Linked DNA regions of Mus musculus: region 1 is linked to region 2. A link is a contact called in public promoter capture Hi-C data. All regions are on one chromosome and are shown on one strand. Each heading gives the region's core, a stretch centred on a gene start, on an enhancer-like site or on the middle of the called end of the contact. The rest is flanking DNA. Distances are from core to core; before and after follow the strand shown.

Region 1 (2,700 bases), core at 150-2,649, 300 kb before region 2:
ACCATGTCTTTCTGTCTTATAAAATCCTACTCTAAAGCTCCTTTGATGTTCATTTACAGTAAATAAAAAAGACTGGGGTACAGGAACAGCTGACTCCCTAATTAGCAGCTGTTGGACTATCTCTTGCTATTCTGATTATCTGAGCAGAAGACTATCAATCAGCCCTAATGGCAGCACCAGAAACCCTGAATATCAATCACATGGATGCCTTGGGGAAACTACATGAACCAAGCAGCCCTGACTCCTGAAAGCCCCTCCTCGGCCAGGTCACCTCAAACAGTTTGTCCCAGATTTTTATGCTGTTACAACCCAATTCTAGATGACCCTGTACTCATTTCTGAGGTTAGAGAACATGCACAGAGGGCCAACTGTGACTGGTACTAAAGAGGATAGGCTGTGATTGCTCCAAATATCCCTTCTCTGCCTATCTAGCGAGTCTCCCGGGAGACCCTCTTCTGTGCTGTTTTTCCCTGTAGTGTGGCAGAGGGCCTAATAAAAAACTTCTTGGGAATGGCCATGTTTTGTCTACTTTCAGTAGTGTGGGCTCAGTTGGGGACATGAAGAAAGAAGCAATGGACATGGCAAAGAAGTGGTGATGGCTTTAGCAATGGCATAAGGACATCTGACCCCAGCTTAGCGTCTGTTGGAATTTCCTGCTCCCACTACCCTAAGAACAAAAGCTCTTCTACGTGGTCTGACATGAAGCGATTTTGAGAATGACTTGACATTCTGTAACGAGTTTTTTAAAAACACACTATGGAAAACTGTAAGTGAAGCGGGCATGTTTGTGGCGTGGAGAGTGGAAGGGCCGTGAACTGTAACGACTGAATGCTTTGCCTCCCTTGATCTGCAGGTGCAAATGCATGGTTTCGATTTGAGGGCTGTGAACACATTCAATCACGACAGAAGAGTAAATAAACAACGCTGACAAATTCTAAGCGGTCCTTCACTTTTCTTTCCACCCAGCTCCCGACTCTCCACAACCATCTCTCGCTGCTGCAGTCCCTACCGCCACAACCTGACATCTGTGGCGCGGATTCTGATTTCCAGTGCGATCACCACCATGAAGTCAATCGATGTCCTGCCGTCCAAGCCCCCTTTCCCCTGGATAAGTACTCTCTTGGACCGCAACCTTCCCCACAATCCACGCACTATCTCGAACCTGTCAGTGTCCGGGTTCTCCTCGTCCCTCCCAGCTCCTCCAGCTCTCCGTCCCCTTGCCGAGTGCAGTTTCACACATGAGCCAAGAGTATGAGGAAGAAAGGTCATGTTCCCGTCGCCGAATGCAACCCCAAGACCCGGTCCCCGGTGACACTTACGTGACATTGGAAGCGCTCTAACAACCCGAAAGCGGACGGCGGCCGCCATCTTCTCCCACAATGCCTCACGGCCGGTGCTTCCGCCAACTACGGCAACAACGCGGGGTCAAATGGTATCTCAAGGACCTCTCTGCGCAAACGCCAACTGGGAACGGAAGTGGCAGGTTGATGGTTGATAAGAGAGCCTGGGAGTAAAAGCAGAGGAGAGAAAAAGAAAAAGAGGAGGAGAAGGCAGGGGAAAATACAGTCCCGGTTTTGGAATGGGTTGTGAAGACCACCTGATATTTCCGGGGAATCTGCATTTCAGAGTTAACCAAGGACTGACTCAAGGGCATGCAAAATGGCCAGCTTTCAAAGACCCTTTTTCTATGGGCTAATTACCAAAAAGAGTCAGACAGCTCTGCAGGGGTAAGAAGGAAGGGTGCCCCTGCACTCAAGGAGTTGCACGGAGGAAAAAGGTGTAATAGGGTCTGCGTACAGTGTACAAGTGGGGGAGTTAAATAGAAATGCAGAGGCGCCCCCACCCTAAGCCCCTCGCACGCCAACGCCGCCAGGAACATCCTTTTGCAGGGCGTTAGTGTTCACTGTCCCCTTTCATAGAATGCATACTTAGATGTCTGCACCAATTCAATTCCACTCATAGATGACCTCACCAGGGACTTCTGATCACCTTTTCCAACGCGGTGATCAGTCTCTGTGTCGTGAATTTGATTGGCTGGGGTTTATGTGTTTGTTCGGTCGTGAATTTTGTTTATTGAAGCACACTCATCACTAACTGAATTATGAAACGAGAAGTTCTATTTTTGGAATTTTTGAGACAGGGTCTCCCTTTGAAGTCCTAGTTGGCTTCGAACTTGTGGTACAGCTCTCTGCTTCAGGTAGGAGTCACCACCCTGGGCTGATCCAGAGATTTATAAATGGTTTTGAAACGTGAATCACCTGAAATGTGATATAAAATCGCATGCTATGCTTGACATTCAACATATTTTTCTTATGGAAAAACTGCTGGCTTTACCCAGAGCAGCTTTTTTAAAAACTGGGCCTCTTTGAAAATCTGTGTTGTTCTGCAAAGATTTACCTGGAGCCTCGGGATGTTCTGAGAAAATAGAACCACTTGCATTTAAAAATCTTTTTTCAGGCTCTGGTGGTCCCTGCCTATAATCCCAGCTCTTGGAAGGCAGGGACAGGAGGATAGGGAGATCCAGGCCAGCCTAGGTGACCTTGTCTCAAATTTTAAAAAATTAAAAAACTTGATTCCAGTCATCCTCTAGCTATACCTGAGTAAAAGACATGGGCTTGCAAACTGAAGTTCCCAGAAAGAAGCTGCAAGTTCTGAACTTTCTAGAAAGGCTGATTAATTGATTAAAACTGTAATAATAAT
Region 2 (2,879 bases), core at 42-2,541:
ACACACCTCCTCCCCCGCTTCCTACCCCACCCAAATCTGCGCGCTCAAGAAGCAGCCAAACTGTAAGTAACCTTGGTGAACCGAGGGCTGGGGAAGAGGGCACGATCAGAAAGAGGGTGCCCAGGATCATGGGGTGCTGAGAGGGGGTGGGGGCGCCGGCGAATGTTGCCAGTCCTTGTAAATGGAGTTTGCAAAGCAACATGGCGAAACCACGGCAGGTCCAGAGCTGTGCATACGTGGGCACCCTGCTCTCTCGGCAAAGATTGCAAGCAAGGCTAAAGCAGCGGTTCTTTCAGATTGCCCTAAACGCACGTTTTTTTCAGTATGACTTCCGGGGCTCTCCTGAATTCCCTGTTTCTCCCCCACCCCCACCTCCTGCCAAAGTGCCAACGCGGAGTCCTAAGGCTCAGACGGTTTGCCCCAACCCTGAGAGTCGGGGGCGGGGGGGGGCTCTTTATATGTTGGTATGGATTGTTAGGTCGCAACACCCTCTGGGGCCTCACTGAAGGCAGCCGGGGTTGCTTCCACACCACAGGTCAGAAATGGAGATGGGAAGACGAGGAAGCCACATGCAGGCACACGCGCGGGATGCCAACCCCCCGGGGGGGGGAGGACATCCTCACTCACCCAAGTTTTCCTCCACTAGTTAATCTAGCAAGGGACAGAATTAGCGTCTCGCCCAAGGGTGCGGGGCTACCTCGCGCACGAGCGGGGGAGGCCAGCGCAGGGGTAGTTCTCCCGCAGTTTTTAGGATCTCTGCGTGTTGGAGGTAGGGATGGAGCGGCTGGGCTTGCCTCTCCCTGAGAGCGTCGCCCGCACACCTACCTCTAGCATCCAGGTGGCCACCATCCTGCGCATGTACGGTTGGATGTCCTTCTGCACGCACTTGAAATAGGAACACTGCGGGAGGTAGCGCTCCTCGATGGTCAACAGGTTCTGCAGAACGCGGTCTTCCAGCAGGTTGCGGTCCGGCACGGCCCTGCGGACCGGGTCCACCTCGCAGCACAGCAGCTCCATAGCCAGCCGGCCACCACTCGGTCCCGACTGTAAATTTTTTTTATTATTATTATTTTTTGGAGGTGCGGGGGGGTCGGGGAGTGCTTCCCTTACCTCCTTCCTTTGGCTGAATGGGAGATTTGGGAGAGGAAAGAAATGGCAAAGAGAGAGAGGGAGAGAGAGAGAGAAGAGTGGAAGGTGGGCGAGCGGAGCCTCAAGGGCCGCCTGACTCGCACCGGTCCTTCCCTCCGAACTGCCCGGCTCTCCTCAGCTCGCTCTCCTCTCTCGCTCAGGCAGTGACGCAAGCTGGAAGGGCAGTTAGATCTCCTCCCCCTCTCAGGTTCCTCCTCCCCCTTTCCTCCCCTCCTCTAGCGTCCCTCCCCTCCTTTCAATCTTTCCCTCCCTCTCCCCCCCCCCTTCCCTCTTGTTATTAAGGAGCACAGCAGCTGGCCTGACCAAACTTCAAACACGATCCCCGCTCCCCACCCCCAACCCCTCTCCCTACTTCTCCGAGGCCCTCTCCCCATCCAGCCCCGCATGCTAGGGGCCTCGGATAGGGGAACCCACAAACCCCATGGATTCCTATTGATTATCCTTTCTGACATTCTGTAGGCATACCATGGGGGCATAAAGGGTGTGTACGTGTGTGCTCTCTAACTTCGGAGGCTTGCAATGTGATCAGAAAAACAGCCCATTATTCAAGATTCAGGTAGATAGATTTACCATGTGGATGAGTTCAGATAACTTAGAAGTAGACCCCTAAATGAGGAACAAGGAAAGGCTTATTTGAGAAAATTGCAACCTCGCCAAACCAGGGATAAAGGTTATGCCCCTCAAGCTTAGACTCCTGATAACTTTCAAGCTGTTGTCCGCCCCGAGCCACGTGCGTGGAGAGGAAGAGGAGGAAGGGGTGGATGTTGGAGAAAGGGGTGCTTCTTAAGCCTAGTAGAATATGACCCTCCTGCAGAAACCTTTCTGTTCTTGGGGGCGCCATTGGGCAACGCGGCCAGCCTCTCAGAGCGGCCCCAGACCGGGGGCAGGGCTAGCAGCGGTTCCTCCGCGGGCCTCGGCCACGCAGGAAAAACCCGCTTCCTCGCCCCTGCATCTGCTGACAAGCCGCCCTAGGTGTCTGCGCGGAGCGTGGCCACATTGATACAGCTTTCTAGGAAATGGCTCGGGAGGGGCCAGGGAGGGGGAGAGGGAGGGTTTAGGTTTGGCTCTCCCTGCGCCAGCAAGGCCACCCTTCCTTTCCCCGGGGGCTCCTGAGTCCTGCACCCCTCAATCCCCGACCCCGTGGGGTCTCGCGCCTCATCCTTCCGCCAGGATTTTGGGGTCGGCTCTGACATGTGCTCTAAAGCATCCTGTGGTCAAGGCTGTTGGTAGAGGGGGACACGTTGGCGTTTCCTCACCTCCTTCCTGCTCCCACCCTGCCTTTAACTATATTAAAGGAGGGAGGAAGGGGCGAGGAACCACTGGCCCCCGCATGGTGGCCACGCTGGCACGTGCAGATAGCATGGCGTGGGTTGCACCTCTCTGGGCACACGGGGGGGGGCACTGAGTCCCTCCTTCCTTAAGAAGGGGGGATGATCAGGGACGCTTAAGGCTAGCGGAGGCTGAGGCTGGGGGGGGGAGGGGGTGGCACGCTGTGGGAGCACCACCCGTGGGCTCTCGGAAAGGCCCGGGAGGGGAGGCAATAAAGCCGAGGTGCAAGCGATTAACTCCAGCCCTGGGCCAGCCCCTTTAAACGAGGGTGGGGCGGAAGGGGTGGGCGGGGGGAGGGGATATCACTTTAAAAGGGTGAGTATGAGTTTGGGGCGCCGTCTCCCCTCCCTCTATTTGCATAGCCAATAGCTCTGGGGCTCCTGCTACTGCGCGCTGATTGT

What was found. Capture Hi-C pulls out chosen DNA fragments and counts their contacts.
Region 1: a promoter capture Hi-C map of adipose tissue shows a contact between it and region 2. The contact joins the promoter of Ndufa9 here to the promoter of Ccnd2 in region 2. A contact is called at or near these places in 3 of 39 promoter capture datasets (the HPC-7 cell line, liver and pre-B cells), 1 of 484 Hi-C or Micro-C datasets (CD8 T cells), 2 of 115 datasets of contacts at active chromatin or transcription factors (memory CD8 T cells and pancreatic cancer cells) and 3 of 9 other capture datasets (adipose tissue, liver and pancreatic islet).

Annotation. Positions count from the first base shown.
Region 1 is chr6:126,847,745-126,850,444 of GRCm38.p6, forward strand. Ndufa9 (NADH:ubiquinone oxidoreductase subunit A9) reads right to left here and starts at 1,400. Exons shown (of 11, transcript NM_025358.3): 1 at 1,320-1,400. The coding sequence starts at 1,368.
Region 2 is chr6:127,149,757-127,152,635 of GRCm38.p6, forward strand. Ccnd2 (cyclin D2) reads right to left here and starts at 1,292. Exons shown (of 5, transcript NM_009829.3): 1 at 826-1,292. The coding sequence starts at 1,017. The region is part of intron 1 of 9330179D12Rik (RIKEN cDNA 9330179D12 gene); the gene reads left to right.